Linked DNA regions of Oryctolagus cuniculus: region 1 is linked to region 2. Evidence: chromatin contacts called from public Micro-C data. All regions are on one chromosome and are shown on one strand. The core of a region is the stretch at or near the end of the contact, and the rest is flanking DNA. Distances in the headings are between cores, read along the strand shown. Region 1 overlaps PKNOX2 (PBX/knotted 1 homeobox 2). Region 2 overlaps SLC37A2 (solute carrier family 37 member 2).

The links. Hi-C and Micro-C count contacts between places; a contact is called where the count stands out from the background.
Region 1: a Micro-C map of ear pinna shows a contact between it and region 2, with 5 times the contacts expected there. The contact joins two enhancer-like sites. A contact is called at or near these places in 2 of 6 Hi-C or Micro-C datasets (ear pinna and psoas muscle).

Annotation. Positions count from the first base shown.
Region 1 is chr1:118,593,318-118,601,180 of mOryCun1.1, forward strand. All of the region lies in intron 3 of PKNOX2 (PBX/knotted 1 homeobox 2), which reads left to right. Among named protein-coding and RNA genes, the nearest start is that of FEZ1, 140 kb to the right of the region's middle. Within about 2 kb of position 3,509, at least 2 of the 8 cell types and tissues checked have an H3K27ac peak or open chromatin away from gene starts, as enhancers often do. A contact at or near this core is called in ear pinna, where this site is marked.
Region 2 is chr1:118,306,612-118,313,711 of mOryCun1.1, forward strand. It overlaps SLC37A2 (solute carrier family 37 member 2), which reads left to right. Exons shown (of 18, transcript XM_008259839.4): 17 at 1-40; 18 at 2,162-2,991. The coding sequence ends at 2,177. Among named protein-coding and RNA genes, the nearest start is that of TMEM218, 19 kb to the right of the region's middle. Within about 2 kb of position 4,355, at least 5 of the 8 cell types and tissues checked have an H3K27ac peak or open chromatin away from gene starts, as enhancers often do. A contact at or near this core is called in ear pinna, where this site is marked.

The sequences.
Region 1 (7,863 bases), core at 2,259-4,758, 290 kb after region 2:
CACTGTAAAGTGGCTGCTTTACCCACTACACCACAGCACCGTTCCCCCCTCCATTTTGTTGCGCTTGGTGTTCTTCCTTCCAGAGTTCCCCCAGCAGTGCCGGCAAAAGCACAGCTCCTCCACCTGCACCTTGCAGTTAGCATGCCCCACCACACTCTTCCTCACCCATAGACACACACCAACTGTCCCACGCATGTCTTTGCCCTTGCTGATAGGGAAGACATACATTTTGTCAGCTCGGTTTGCACACGAGTCCGATGTTTGCTGTTCTTCAGTCTGTGTGTCCCCAGCATGTCAGGCTGCCTAAGCAGTGGCTGGAAAGCAGAAGTCTCCAAGGTTGCAGGACCACACATTGGGCATGGGCCCTGGGGATATAAGCACTCAGCCAGAAGTGGACTGGGAACAGGCTGGTGGATGGGTCAGGAGGTGCTTACCTAGCAGGACTAGACTGGGGGATGACAGTAAAAGGGCTTTGCCAGTTCACCCAGGAGGCAGCCTTATTGTTGACTTGAGAGAAGCAAAGTCAGAACTCGCACCTGGGGACCAGTGTGGAGAGCCCCCTTTAGAAGGAAGACAGGCACTTGCTTGATGCCCTTTGGCAAAAGCTGCGTTGCCCCCTCCCCCACATCATCTGTCCAGTAACCCTCAGAGTGAGGAGAATGGGGTCCAGGACTCCAGGAGGTGGAGCTTGGAGATTTGGGGTTAAGACTCCGCCTATCCTGCAAGGGGAGACTAAGGCTGGGGCTAGCCATGGAAGCCATGTCTGCCATGCCCCTCCCAGTACCTTCCCTTCCTGCCTGTCCTAGCACCAGTCCCACTCCAGGTGCGGCCAGGGGTACGGGGTCCCCAGGAAGCTGGATGCGCTTTGATCAATCATTAGGATCCCCATGCTGGTTTCATTAACTGGAGGCAGAAGGGGCTGGCTGGGCCCCCGGCTGTGAATGGCCTCCACCCAGGCCATGCAGCTGTGACGGGCAGAAGCTGGTTCAGATGTTTTCACACTCGTTTACATTCCTCTCATCTCTTTAAGGGCTCGAGCCCCCTGCCTTGCGGGGGCCCTCTGCTCAGCTGCCTGTGAAACACATTGGCTTTGCAGCCATCGAGTTAATTCAGCGGCTTTGAAAGTTCCCCAAGTCTTTTCTGCAGCTGTGATTGACAGCTCCCTCTGCCCCTGGGGGTGGCACCCCAGGGACCATATGGGGGACCTACCTTCCCTGGCTTTGACTCATCAAAACAGACTCTTGTCTTTCTCTTTTATTTTCTGTGGGGCCTTTCTTCTCTTTGTGTGCAGTGACCTTTCTCCCTGCCCGCGTGGGCCACCCATGTCTTTAAACTGGACATATCCCTGAACTCCAGCTCACCGAGGACCTGGCTTCTTCATTGTGTAAAAGGCAAAAGTGACCTCCAGGTCCAGCCATGGGGCCTTTCCCCCTACGTGGGAGATGGCCGGCTGGCCCGTGACTTTGAAGTTTGGCCTGGTCGCTCTGGGCTTTTTTATTTGATGAATTGACTACCTTAATTCTGCTACTTACCAAAAGCATAGGGGTTTTATGATCTATTCCCTTGTGGCCAAGCAGGATGAGTGCCCTAAACAGTTACAAAAATAGTTAATGGCCCAAGGATACAAAGCCTAAAATAAATCAGGGAGCAGGTGACACAAGCAGCAGCACCGAGGAGCACTTTCCGTGCCTTACTCCCCCCCTCCACCAGCGTGAGCCATCGAGGAGCTACGGTGTCCCAGTGCCAAGCAGGCAGGGATTGGGTGAGCGAGGGCCCAGGACGCTGACCGTGCTTGGAGCTGCTGGCCTGCAGAGGAAGCACTAGCCCCGCTGCTGCTGCATTGTACACATTGAGGCAAGAACTTCCAGTGTTAGTCCTTGAAATATTTATTTATTTATTTGGAAGGTAGAAGGGTACAAAGAGGGTGAGACAGGCAGAGGGAGTGAGATTGTCTGTCTACTTGCTCAATCCCCATATGCTTGCAGCAGCTAGGTCTGGGCCAGGCAGAAGCCAGGAGCCTGGAACTTCATCTGTGTCTCTCACATGGGAGGTAGGGGCTCAAGCACTTGGACCGTCTTCCACTGCCTTTCCAGGCACATTAACAGGAAGCTGGAGCCGAAACAGAGCAGCCAGGACTGCAACCAGCACTCCAATGTGGGATGCTGTCACCATAGGCATCAGCTTAGCCCACTGCACCACATCATCAGCCCCTCAGCACTACTTCTTTCATCCACTCATCCATTCAATAAATATGGGGTGTTTCCTGTGGGTAGTGCGGACAAGGTGTGAGGTTAACAGAGTTGTTTCCCTAGTGGAGCTCCTAGTCCCTTTTTAGCCTTAGTTTCTGCATCTGTGAAATGGAAATAACTTGTGCCCTCCCCGCCCCACAGGACTGTTGAGAAGCGTGGGTGTGAAAAATGGAATCCTGTTTCCCAGTCCTTGTTCACCCACATTCCTGACTTGATTTTTTTACATCATCTTCTGGATGGCTCCAGCAGCCCAGATTGGATTGAACTTTAATTACTTCTTATTAGGAATACAATAAGCACATCAGATATGTTTTTCCAGCTAGAAAAATCTCTTACACACATATGCATGCAGGCATGAACACACTGAGACTTTGGTAGCCTTTCTCAAGGGCCTATTGGAAGTCACTGGTTTGGGTCTCTGTCAAAAGTGAGCAGTCAGGCTAGCATTGTGGCATAACAGGTTGAGCTGCCACCTGCAGCACCAGCATCCCATGTGGGCGCCAGTTCAAGTCCTGGCTGCTCCGCTTCCGATCCAGCTCCCTGCTAATGCGCCTGGGAAAGCAGTAGAAGATGGTCCAAGTCCTTGGGCCCCTGCACCCTCGTGGGAGACCTGGAAGAAGCTCCTGGCTCCTGGCTTCTGCCTGGCCCAGCCCTGGCCATTGCAGCCATTTGGGGAGTGAGAACCAATGGATAGAAGACCTCTCTCTCTCTCTCTTTCTCTATAACTCTGCCTTTCAAATAAATAAAACACACCTTTAAAAAAAAGTGAGGGGGCCCGAGACAGACTGCAAGGGCGAAGAGCACTGAGTTCCTGGGAAAGTGCACAAAGTTGGGACATGAAACCCCTCACTCCATGTCCATAACCTCCCTCTTATTAGCCTCATAGCTGTAACACCCCAGGAAGTGCAGGGAGCACCAGTGTTTTATAAACTACTGCCTACAAACCCTTTTAGATTAATTAATTCTCTCTCTCTCTCTCTCTCTCTCACACACACACACACACACACACACACACATACCCCAAGTGTTCTGTGTTCTGGTCTTACCCAGTAGGCCCTGCAGTCAGAATGGAGGGGACTAGGCCTATGTTTCAGAAGCTTCTTCCAACTGCCTTGGGCAGCCCAGCTCTTTTGCGAGTCTTTCCTTTGCCCGGATTGACCAAGTTGGGAGATATTTTGAGGCGTCTTTTATCACACCACTCACTCTTTCCCTCCAGCCGTTCACATGGGAGCCTCGCATGAGCCAGGCATGGGAGCTGGGAAACCCTCTGCTCACGGAGATGACAAATCAAGGGGCCTGAATGCTGCAGTAGTGGAGCTTGGGCACCTGTACGGCTGAGCCAGAGGCTGGGTCAGTCCACCTGGGTCTGGGGTATGGAGAGAACGGAAGGCTTCTTGGGAGAGTCCAGGCTCCAGCTGGTGAGGAGGGGAAGTGAGGACGCTTCCTGCAGAGGCGGCTATGGGAGCAAAGGCCTGACGATACGAATGCCGGGCGTGTTCAGGCAGCCTGGCACGGTAGAGTCTGGAGGGGTGCTGTACGGGACACAAGGCTGGGGGTCAGTGGGCAGGCCCAGGCCTGGAGCACCCTGGGGGCCGTGCACCTTCCCAAACATTGGCCATGCCCCCTGCTGCCTCCCACCTGTTCGGGCCAAACCTGATATTTACCAAATGGCTTCAAGTCCTGACCTCCTCCCAGGTCCTTGGACTGACTCCTGGTTGCCAGGAAACTGATCCTGTTCTGGCTTGCCCCAGCACTGGAGGGAGTGCCAGCTCCTGGAAGCTCAGCCCAGCCAGGCTGGAGTCTCAGCGGCCCCTGGCGGACCAGTCCAGTGCAGCCGCTGGAGCCTTCCTCTGGGCTGGTCAGTGCACGCTGCCTGGGTCAGGTGGAGAGCTCAGAAGAGGGAATGTCCTTGTCACAGGAGTGTCCTGCAGAGAAGGCACTGGCTTTGGTTGTCCAGGGTTTGCAGGAAGGGGCCCTATGAGAGGTGTATGTATGTGTGTGTGTGTGTGTGTGTGTGATAGTCAAAGAGAGCAAGAGTGTTTATGAGGGCAGCGTTGTGTACAGGGTGCATGGGAGCTGCAGGTGCCCAGGTGTGGCCTGGAGTCCGAGGATAGGGCTAGCAGAAGAGAGTGTTAACATGCTTAGAGTCGAGGTCTGCAGGGCATCCTGGGCTACGGCTCTGTAGCAGCCCCGGGAGAGATTGTTAGCTCCATTTTTACTTGGTGGGGAGACTGAAGCTCAGAGGAACTGAGTTCCTTGCCCAAGGTGACAGAGCCTGTGATTGGTGATGTCTTCCCCTTCAGGGGCTGACATGGGTGGCTTCCCACAGCACGAGGGGTGTAGCCTACTGCAGTACCCTACTGTCAGGACAGCCCCTGTAAGAGAAGCAAAAGCAGCCAGCTAGGGGCAGGTGTTTGGCGCCATAGAGAGGAGCTCTGTGTGGAAGCTGGCAGGGGGCAGCAGCTGACTGTAGTTGGGGCCTTGGGCATCGGGAGGCATGAAGCCCCTAGCAGTCAGGTCTCTTCTCTGCCTCTAGGTCTCCAGGGTCTTGCCAGGGAAGCCAGCATAGCAGTGAACCACCTTTGATTAAGGAACCACCCATGCCTGCCTACTTGGGTTCTGCATGGAAGAACTGTTGCTGGCAGAGTCATCACTGGGGGTGGCAGGGTGGAGGTGGGGGGCTGACTTGACTTCGTATGTGAGGGGCTTGTTGGGGCATGGGGAGAAGCTGGCACTGGCAGTGAAGATGGGGGCCCGAGATGGAGACCCAAGAGCAGGTGCTGGAAGTCAAGTTTCGTCCTCCCCTTTCCTGCTGCCCCCGTTTTCACATTCTCTTCAAAGAAAGATGATTAAGTGCACCAATCCACATCGTGCATTGAGTCAGAAAGCCCTCTGTTCCTGTTCCAGCCTTTGCGTGAGCTGATTGTGATCTCTAGGAGTTCCTGCCCCTCGTGGGCTTCTGTGCTCTCGTCTGTGCAATGGGGATGATGATACCCCGCTGTGCAAACATGAAAGTCCCTGGAAATATTTATTAGCCACGTGGAGCCTAATGTGCCTCTGGCCCCCAACCGCTGGAACAGGCTGCCGCTCATTCAGGATTCGGTGCAGGCGACTGAGCGAGCCGAGGAGGGGGCTTCCCAGCACCTCTTGAATCACATCAGGGGAAGTCTCCTACTCGTTCGTGTTCATGGTAAGCCCAGACTGTCTGAGTGGCTGGATCTCAGCCCATGCAGATTCTGCCTGCTCGTGCATCTCACATCCCCAACTCTCCCCACCCCTTTTTAGGATGCAGGAAGGGGGAAATTTTAAATATATATATATTTATTTATTTATTTATTTTATTTGTTTATTTGGAAGGCAGAGTGACAGTGATAGAGCGAAAGAGGGAGTGAGTGAGAGAGAATCTTCCATTCGCTGGTTTACTCTCTAAATAGCTGCAATGGCCAGGGCTAGGTCAGGCCCAAGCCAGGAGCCAGGAACTGCATCTGAGTTTCCCACGTGGGTGGCAAGGGCTCAAGTACTCTGGCCATCCTCCGATTCAGGAAGCTGGATTGCACACGGAGCAGCTAGGACTCAAACTGGGGCTCCACATCACAGGTGGTGGCCTAACCCCTTCCTCTATGCCAGCCCCAGGGAAAAGGAACATTCCTTTTTTTCCCCCCAACTTAATATTTTATTTATTTATTTGGAGAAGAGGGAACTTTTGATGGAGCGAGGACAAAAGCCTTAGATCTATTTTTGTCCCTTGCCTACGTGACTGAGAGCAGATCCCAACTCCTTGCTTTCTTTCGCAGTCAGCACTGCTGCCCACAGCCCCAGAAGTACCCATGAGTAGAAGTACCACTACCTTATAGCCCACGCACCCTTGTCTATATAAACCCCAGACTATACCTTCTCTAGTAGGGGTGTCCCTCTCAGGTTTGTCTCTGAATAAATCTGTTCTGGCCGTGAGCTCAAGGTCTGTCTCCTCTTTGTCTTGCTCTTCTAACCATACAACTTTCATCTCAAGATGTCACAAATCAAGAATCTAGTCAGGGACCCTTGAGCTACAGTCTTCAGGGTGTGGCTGGTTCCAAGGAGATAACAGAGAGAAAGAAGTCTATAGCAGGGACAGAGTGGAGGTGCTGGTGCAGGGTCTTTGCCCCAAGAGACGTTCTGGGTGCAGTATCAAAGCCCACAGTAGGGGCTGGGGGGGCCACTCCCCAGGAAATACACTGCCCCGCCTCATCCATTCATCATTGTCTTGTTCTCTTGATTAATCCTCACAAGCTAGGGAGTAGGTATTATCTATTGCATCTTACAGATGAGGGAACCCAAGAAGTGAAGAAACTGGCTGCAAAACGTGGAACTAAAGATTGGCAGAGGAGCCAGGCAAAGCCAGGGCCTCCACTCTGTGAGGCCTTCCTGCTGCCCCAGACACTCTAAGGACATGGTTTGGCTCTGCTTCTCCTCCTCTGTCAGACCCCAACCCCATCCTGTTGCCATAAGCTGACAGGCAGGGTCCCCAGGGCGCTCTAAGGCCTCCTTAGAGGACTTCTGGGGGCATCCACGGATGTTCCAAGTGGCCTTGTGCATTACGGAAGACTAAATAGCTTCCCGTGCCAGATGGAGGAGAATGTGGGTCCTTGGATAGAACCCCAGAGTCAGTAATGTGCTAGGAAATATTTAGTAGCTGGTTCCCTGGGGTGGGGACAGGGAAGGTGGGGCAGGCCCTGAGGTGCCAATTCCATGGTGCCAATGTTCCCACCTTGGCCAATTTCAAGCTACCAATGGGATGTCAATCAGCTTGCAAAACTGCCGAACATTTAACAGTGGGCTCTCACAGCCCAGGACAAGGCCATGGAACAGACACGCCTACCCCTGTGCACCCAGCTTCTCCCTCTGCCGTAGCTCTTTAGGCTGTGCTGCTCAGTAACCTCCCCAAAACTTACCTCCCGCGACCCCAGGCCCTCGCCGCCCGCCCCTGTGCACAGCTGCAGGTCATCTCCCTTTGCACTCCAGCTCTTTTAGAAGTGGAGATTTCTGGCTGGAACAAGAAATCCACCTGGAGATAAACACTCATCCTCCGAGCCTGGAAGAAATGCAGAGTTTGCTGAATCGGCCCCCATGAGCCACATAAATTTGAGGCATGGTCCTGCTCAGGCCAGCTCTGCTGTCTTCATCTTGTCCTCCCCACCCCCAGGAACAGCCTCTGGCTGGGGCCTCTAGGGATGTTGACAGTTGACCGCTTTTGATTTATGTCTTTGTGCTTTCCTCGCTAACCCTGCAGAGCCTTCCCCCACCTTTGCCCAAGTCCTGCCTGGGAAGGGGGAGGCAAGAGGCAAAGCTCATCTTCAAGAAAGCCCCATGTGGAGTCCTTCAAGGACACAAGGAAATTCACTCACAGCGGGCATAGCAGAGCGTACCAGCCCACTCCACATTTCACCCTCAAACGAGCTGGGCAGATGTAGCTGTGCCTTGCTCCATGATGGAAGTACATTGCGGAAATCTCGCGCTTAATAACAACGAGCCCTCCATCGGGGAAGCACTGCAGAGATTCCAAAGCACTTTTCCATCTTATCCGTCGTCTCATCCCAGCCTCAGGCCAGCCCTGTGCAGCAATTAGGAAAGTACC
Region 2 (7,100 bases), core at 3,105-5,604:
AGATCCTGGCTTGGAAGGCATCCCTGAGCAGAGGCAGAGGGTGAGTCCCCCAGGGAGCCGCAGGCCCCTCTCCCAGCCTTATTCCTTATGGGAAGCCACTCAATGCTCAGTTTCTCTAAACCCAGGCTGAGCCCAGTCCCGCCCAGACCTTGGGAACGCTGGGCCAGCCCCTGGACGTCCTGTGTGAAGCACCCTCACCCGGCCTGCTAACCTGTCCTCTGTTGTCCCCGTGTGTCTCCCTAGCTCTAGTTTGGCCCTAACCTGCCCGCGATAGTATTTTCCTCAAGTCCCATGACTTTTGTGAGTATTTGCTGCGAGTCTGTGGCTAATGCGCCACGAGGACGTGGGCTGCATGCAAATCGTGTCTCCTCAGCGTGATTTCCGCACCTTTCCTTTCTCCTCGGGAGCCAGGCGCAAAGATTCTGGGCCCCGAGGAGAGCCCGGTGCTTGGGAAGCGTCTCCCCAGGGGTCTGAGACGCCACGGGGGCTGGTAGTCTCTCCTCTGAGGGAAGGTGTTAGGGTTTTACGTGTGTCCCCCGGACAGAGGAGGCAGAGATGGTGTGGCCAGTTCCTCTCTGAACTCAGACGGAGCTGCAAGTGCCACCTGCAGTTCAGAAACCAAGGTCATCTGGCCCCTCTGTCCAGGGCATGCAGCAACTGCCAATCAAGGCCTGTGAAACAAAATTCAAATCAAGTGTTGGGGGCTGTCCTGGTGCGCTCTCTGCCTGGTGGCCAGTGGTGGCGGGCATATAGGTGGTATGCATAGACCAGTGGCTGAGGCAGGGGCTGCCCGCTGGTGCTGGTGGCTGGGCGCCCCTCTCCCCGTGCCCTTTCAGGCTCTCCTTCTGAGAGCTCTTAGCTCTTGCTAAGGAACTGTCTGCACTTGGGTTGGATGGGAGAACCTGCTGGGGCCATGGTGACCAGCACAGTGTCTGGACAAGTGCTTCCCTTAAAGAATCCTCATCCAGAGGGTAAAATGGAAAACAGGAAGAATCAGGGGAAGCAGGAAGTGGTCCCGGAGGGCCCATCCTGCCAGGCCCTGCCCTGGTCCTGCTCGGGGACGCAGGGATTGGCAAGCGTGACCCAGTGCTCCTCCACCTGTTCTCCTTTGGGGCGGCCCTCAGGGCAGAGCGGCAGAGGAGGGAAGCAGCGGAAAGGGAGGAGCCTGGGATTGGGTGCAGTCTCCGATGCACGTTCGCACATCTCTCAGCCACCTTGGGAGGACGCTGTTCTCACTTGGAGGTCAGAGAACAGAGTGGCAGAGCCCATGAGATAAGCATCAACCTTCTGTGTGGCCTGACATTGGACTCACCTCTGTGGGTCGTTTGCCTTTCTCTGCACTGCTGCTGCCCCAAGCTGGCCCTTCTTGGAGGCAGGCTGGTGAGGGAGTGTGTGGAGTGCTAGGCCTGGAATCCAAAACCCCTGGGCAATCCTGGCTTCTTTGTTCACTCAGCGCTAGAAACGCGGGCATGCCCTTCCGCCCAGGCTCCCATTCCCTGAACCTCTGTGTCCATAGATTTTTTTTTTAATATTTATTTATTTATTTGAAAGGCAGAGTTACTAAGAGGCAGAGGCAGGGAGAGAGAAAAAGGTCTTCCATCCACTGGTTCACTCCCCAGATGGCCGCAACGGCTGGAGTTGTGCTAATCCGAGGCCAGGAGCCAGGAGCTTCTTCCTAGTCTCCCACACGGGTGTAGAGGCCCAAGCACATAGCGGAGAGCTGGATCGGAAGTGGAGCAGCCAGGACTCAAACTGGCACCCATATGGGATGCCAGCACTTCAGGCAGCGGTTTTACCCGCTACGCCACAGCGTCGGTCCCTGTGGCCATAGACATTGATGCAAGTGTGCTTATCAGATGTGTGCTTATCAGCAGGGCTGATCCGATGCTGCGATGAGATGGGATATGAGATGGTGCTTTGTAAAGCTGTCAAATGTGGCTGTACACCGCACAGTGTTTCACATACCTTTTAAGCTTGTCACTTGTGTGTGTGTGTGTGCATATTCCTGCCTTGCTATTCCCTGCCCGAGAGGTGAGAGGGGGCCCTAATTATAGGGCGCAGAGATGAAAGGCAGTTATTAAGGGGCCCTGGAAGCCTGCCTCCTCTCTCCCCAATTAAGGGTCTCACTTTCTCTTCCATCACCTCTCTCCTCTCCATTCAGGTATAAAGAAATATGAGGCCCCGATTGGAGGAGAAGCATGGAGGGTCCCAGCGGGGTCCCCAAAGTGAAAGACACTGGAAACGTCCATGGTTGGGTTTGGCAAAACCTCTTCCTCCAACATCAGCCCACTCAGCTCAGCTTAGCCCAACGCAGCTGAACTCAGCTCACAGGGCTGCTAAGAGAATGGGAGATTCTGCACGGGACGGGGACTGCCAAGCATGAGGAAATGGGAGATTCAAGGGCCTGAGCTTGCGCACTGTGATGGAAGTACCACTGCGGTTCTGCCAGGACTGGGACGAGGGTGAGGCAAAGAGCGACCTCGGGCACAGAACTCAGAGGAGCACTCGCTCTCGGGCCTGTGCACCTGCCGACCCTTGCCTTACGCTGGTCCTAGCCCGGCTGTCACAGTGCAAGATGACATCTGGGTCAGCGTGGTTGTGAGGCCAGGATGAAGGGGCAGGACTGAAAATACCAGTGTGTGCAGTAAGAACTTTGAGAATGAAATGCTGATTGTTACTGAGTGCCCACTGCATGCCAGCTCTTCTCTGGGGCTGGAGCCGACGGTGGGCACAGGCAAAGGACTTTGCCCTCAGCACAGGCACTATGGTGACCTAAACAAGCAGGTCATGAGTGAGCCAGCAGGTGCATTCCTGTGGCTGCTCTGTATGCAGATCATTGCATGGGCCACCCGTAGCCCCTTCTCTACCCTGTGTTCCTACCTTCCACCCCTGTCTTGGGAGTCCTGCGTTGCTACAGGTGGCGCTGGCTCTTGGCATTGCCACCTGACCTCTACAGCTGCCCATCAGCGCCAATACAGATTTCTTTTGCCAGTGGTGCCTTGCTCATCCTTGGTAGGGCGTGGCAGGGCAACAAATGGAGTCCCCAGACCACAAGCTCGTGCTGGGGCTGGTGACAACTGGCATTCCCAGAGCATGTGAGGCTTGATGGTGTAGGAGCCTGGAGTCCCATATAAGATAACAACCGCTGCCTTTACTGCGACACCTTGTGGGCTGGTGTTTCAGCTGGAACTGAAACTGGAACCGCAACACTAAAATAGGTCGTGTACACCCCAGTGATAACAAGTTGGTACATTTTGTCCTGCCAGATGCTCACTGGGGCTCTGAAAGCAGGAGTCTTCGGAGCCTACCAGGGCAGGAGCTGCAGCCTACGCCGCACTCAACACTGAAGACCTTGTCTGTGTTACTCACTCGAGCCACTAGGTGGTGACACGATCCTGCTAGAGGCCGCGTGGGGCTGTGTCCTGCCTCCGGGAAGGGAGCCGGGAGCAGAGTTTTCTTGGCTTGTCCTCAACCTTCCTTTTGCTGCAGACAGATCAGGGTGGAGTGGGCGGCTCTGTGGAGGTCTGTTTCCTCGTCCCGAAAATGGTGCTAAGGGAGACAAGCATTAACTACACTCCCTGACTGTGAGGAATTTGTCTAGTTAGGGGATAAGATAAGAATACCAAAGCACTTATAAACAATATGCAGAAAACACGCAGAGAGAGTGAGTCATCTGACAGCTATGCCACTCATTAGCCCAGCCCTGGAAGGGGGCAGGGCTGCAGGGCCAATGATCCTCGTGGCAATGGGAGGAAAGAAACTGTAGGACTTGGATGATCCCTTAGATAAGGGAGTGGGAGAGGGAGGAAGTTAGCATGAATACCAAGCCCCAAGTGTGGGCACTTGCGATGTGCAGAAGGCATTGTGGGAGCTCAGAGCCTGGCCTCAGAAATGAGGACTTGGGCTGTAGGTGAGGGTTTGGGGAAAATGGCAGAGGAGGGGAAGGGGTTGTGGGCGGGGGTTGGGGGGCCACCAAGCTCTGAGGTCTGCCCTTGGGCACTTAGCTTGCAGTCCTAGGCCACCTGCTCACTCAGCACTGGGCACTGACTATGCACCAGAGCCTGGTACCTGTCTCCTCTCTGGGTCCCAGCATTCACACGGGGCTAATACAGGAGCATTACTTTAATTAGTTATTCATTTAATTTAACTTCACATTTGGTCTCAATTAAGCTTAAAATGTTCTTCCTTATAGATGCCACAATAGCACTTGTAATTAAAAAGCAATAACTCTTTGCGTTTCTCCTTTAGAGATCCACCGGGAAGCTGGGCTTGTGTGTGTGTGTGTGTGTGTGTGTGTGTGTGTGTGTGGTAGAAGGGCTGGGGGAGGAGGAGGAGGCGGCAAGAAGCCATGAAAAGGAGGAGAAGGACTTTGCACTATCAAGCCACCCTTAAGACCGAAGTTGTGGGGAGGAACTCTTAGCACGTCAGAAAACCTGAGAAGTGGACACAGGGGCAGACCTTGCACATAAAGGAGTGGGGTAGGAGGGGTGTGAGAGGGAGGGTAGGAAGATAGGCCACATACTCTGTGGTAAGCAGAGCACCCCTACCCCCAAGTCGTCCACAGCTCAGTTCCCAGAACGTGTGGAAATGCTACCGAACATACAGATGGGGCTCTGGGGATGTGAGTCAGGATCCTGCAGTGGGGAGACCGCCCCAGCTCATCGGGGGGGAGCCCAACGTAGTCATGAGACTCCTTAGAAAGCACACAGCCAGGCAGGAGGATCCGGGACTGGAAGATGCTATGCAGCTGGCTTTGAAGACAGAGGGAGAGCCCCAGCCAGGGAAGGAGGGCAGCCTCTAGACACTGGAAAGGGCAAGGAGATGGGCTCTCCCCTGGGCCTCCAAAGCTGTTCTTTTAGCCCCTGGAAACTCAGTTTCCATTTTCTGACCTCCAGAACTGCAAGACAGTTGAATCTGTGTTGTTCTAAACTGCTGAGTTTGTGGTGACTTATTACGGCAGCAATAGGAAACCAATGCATGCAGTCCCAGTGTAAAACTGGATCATAATCAAATTAAAGGCAGGAAAGCACACACACAGGGGAACAGGAGACACTGTCAGGACTTACAGACAAGTGCAGGGGATGCCACGCGGCTTTCAGGTACAGCACGAGTGCTCTGTGTGTCACTAGGCCTCGGCTCCCTGAGGGCAGGACCTGGGCTAAACGTAAATCCTCTGCCAGCAGCACCTAATGGGATGCAACCATAAACATGAACTTTCTCATTTTGCCTGTGATTTGGGGCCCTGGTTTGGATCCTGGCTGTCATTCCTTGGGTCTCAGGAAACAGAAAAGAGGGTGTGTGTTTGGGGGTGTGTGTGGGGATGGGGGACCTTTTCTTTTTCAGTGAATAAACAGTAACCACCAATAATCTGCTAGAAACAGAGATCAAGAAATAAACAAATATGCTTAGCTTGGTGTGTGTGTGTGTGTTTTCCATTTTTACTCACATATTTTTATCTATTTGAAAGAAAGCTCTCTTCTGCTGGTTCACTCCATAAATGTCCACAACAGCAGGAATTCAACCCAGGTCTGGCCAGACATAGACCAGGAGGCAGGAACTCAATACAGGTCTCCCAAATGGGTGGCAGGGACCCAACTATGTGAGCCATCATTGCTACCTTCCAGGGTGTGCACTGGCAAGAAGCTGGGACTTAACCTCGGGCACTCCAACATGGGCTGTGGGCATCTCACCCCCCAGGTCAAATGCCTGCCCCTGGCTTGTGGCTTTTATTCTTCCACTGGCTCTTCTATAAACCAATCCAAGTGTCCACATCCCAGGTGGGTGGTGCATAAAAGATGGCTGGGTATGTCTTTCCTGAAAATTCCACCTACTGCTGCCCAACTTTTTAGTATCTACACAAGTTGCTAGGACTCGGGCTTTTTCGTAATTTCTGTGAAATAGATTTACGTTGCCTAACCCTGGTCCCTTCTTTTCCTGTTTTCATTTTATGGAACAACATAGTACAAGGGTACATAAAAGGTTCACAGAAAAGTAGAATCAAAAGATAAATTTATTTTGGTGCAAATTGCTTGAAATCCAGCTTTATCATAATATGCCCTTCTATGAACTTTTTGAAGACCCGTCATGTAATATAAGGGAGTTAAGAACTTAAGATACTGGAACCAAACTGCTTTTTATCTCCCCCTCGGCGAGTGGCCTGAGTCACCTACCTTCCCAGTCTGCGGTTGCTTCCCTCTGTGAAATGGGGGTCGCAGGAGTACTGTCTCCACAGGGCTGACAGGAAGATGACCTGAGTGAATACTTAGAGTGTACTTAGGAAAAAAATGCCTGGCATATGTTTGCTAACTGTAATAAAAATTGTGTTCTCAGCATGTGAAGAGTAGACTTATTTCCAAGTATTGGGATGGAAATAGAGATTAAAGGTTGAACTCTGTGAACTATAAAGTCTCTTCCAATCCTGAGTTTTTATGCTCCTAGAAAGATAATCAACACTTTTTCCAGATCCGTTTCCATACGGTTCTGATTCCCACATCTGGAAATTTGTTTCTAAGTAACAACAGCCAAATGCTTAAAGGTTTAAGCCAAGGAGTTATGATAAAATATTTGGGTTTTGTATTATAAATGCTAATTAGAATTCTTTTAAAGAAAATTTGACCTTTTTGGACAGGAGTTAGGGAGATGGTGGGTATAAATCGCTAAGAAACAATATTAACCGGGGTAAGGACAAGGAGTTATTCAAAAGCCAAAAAAATCCCTAAACTAGCTGAGAAAAGAGGGGTCAGGAACCCTAATGTCGAGTTTGAGCACCACTACTGAATGGCTGTGACCCTTCCAATCCCCTCTCCTTTCCGCCTGTTTCTCTTCTGTAAAATAAAGACAGCAGATTTCTTGACACATTGCAGAACAGCAACTAAAGGAGAAACGCAGCACTAATGAAACGGGGTCGATAGGAAAGTTTATGTCTCACACGGAGCAGAACGAGGAATGGCTTACTTTCTGTTAGAACCAATACGTTTAAAAATACTTTGGATGCCTTCACCCTGGGATGGAGTTAGATGAAAGCCTGCACACCTCATCCTGGTTCTTCGATTAGCCTATTCCCCAGGACCAGTGCTTCATGCCTGACTTGCACAAGACAC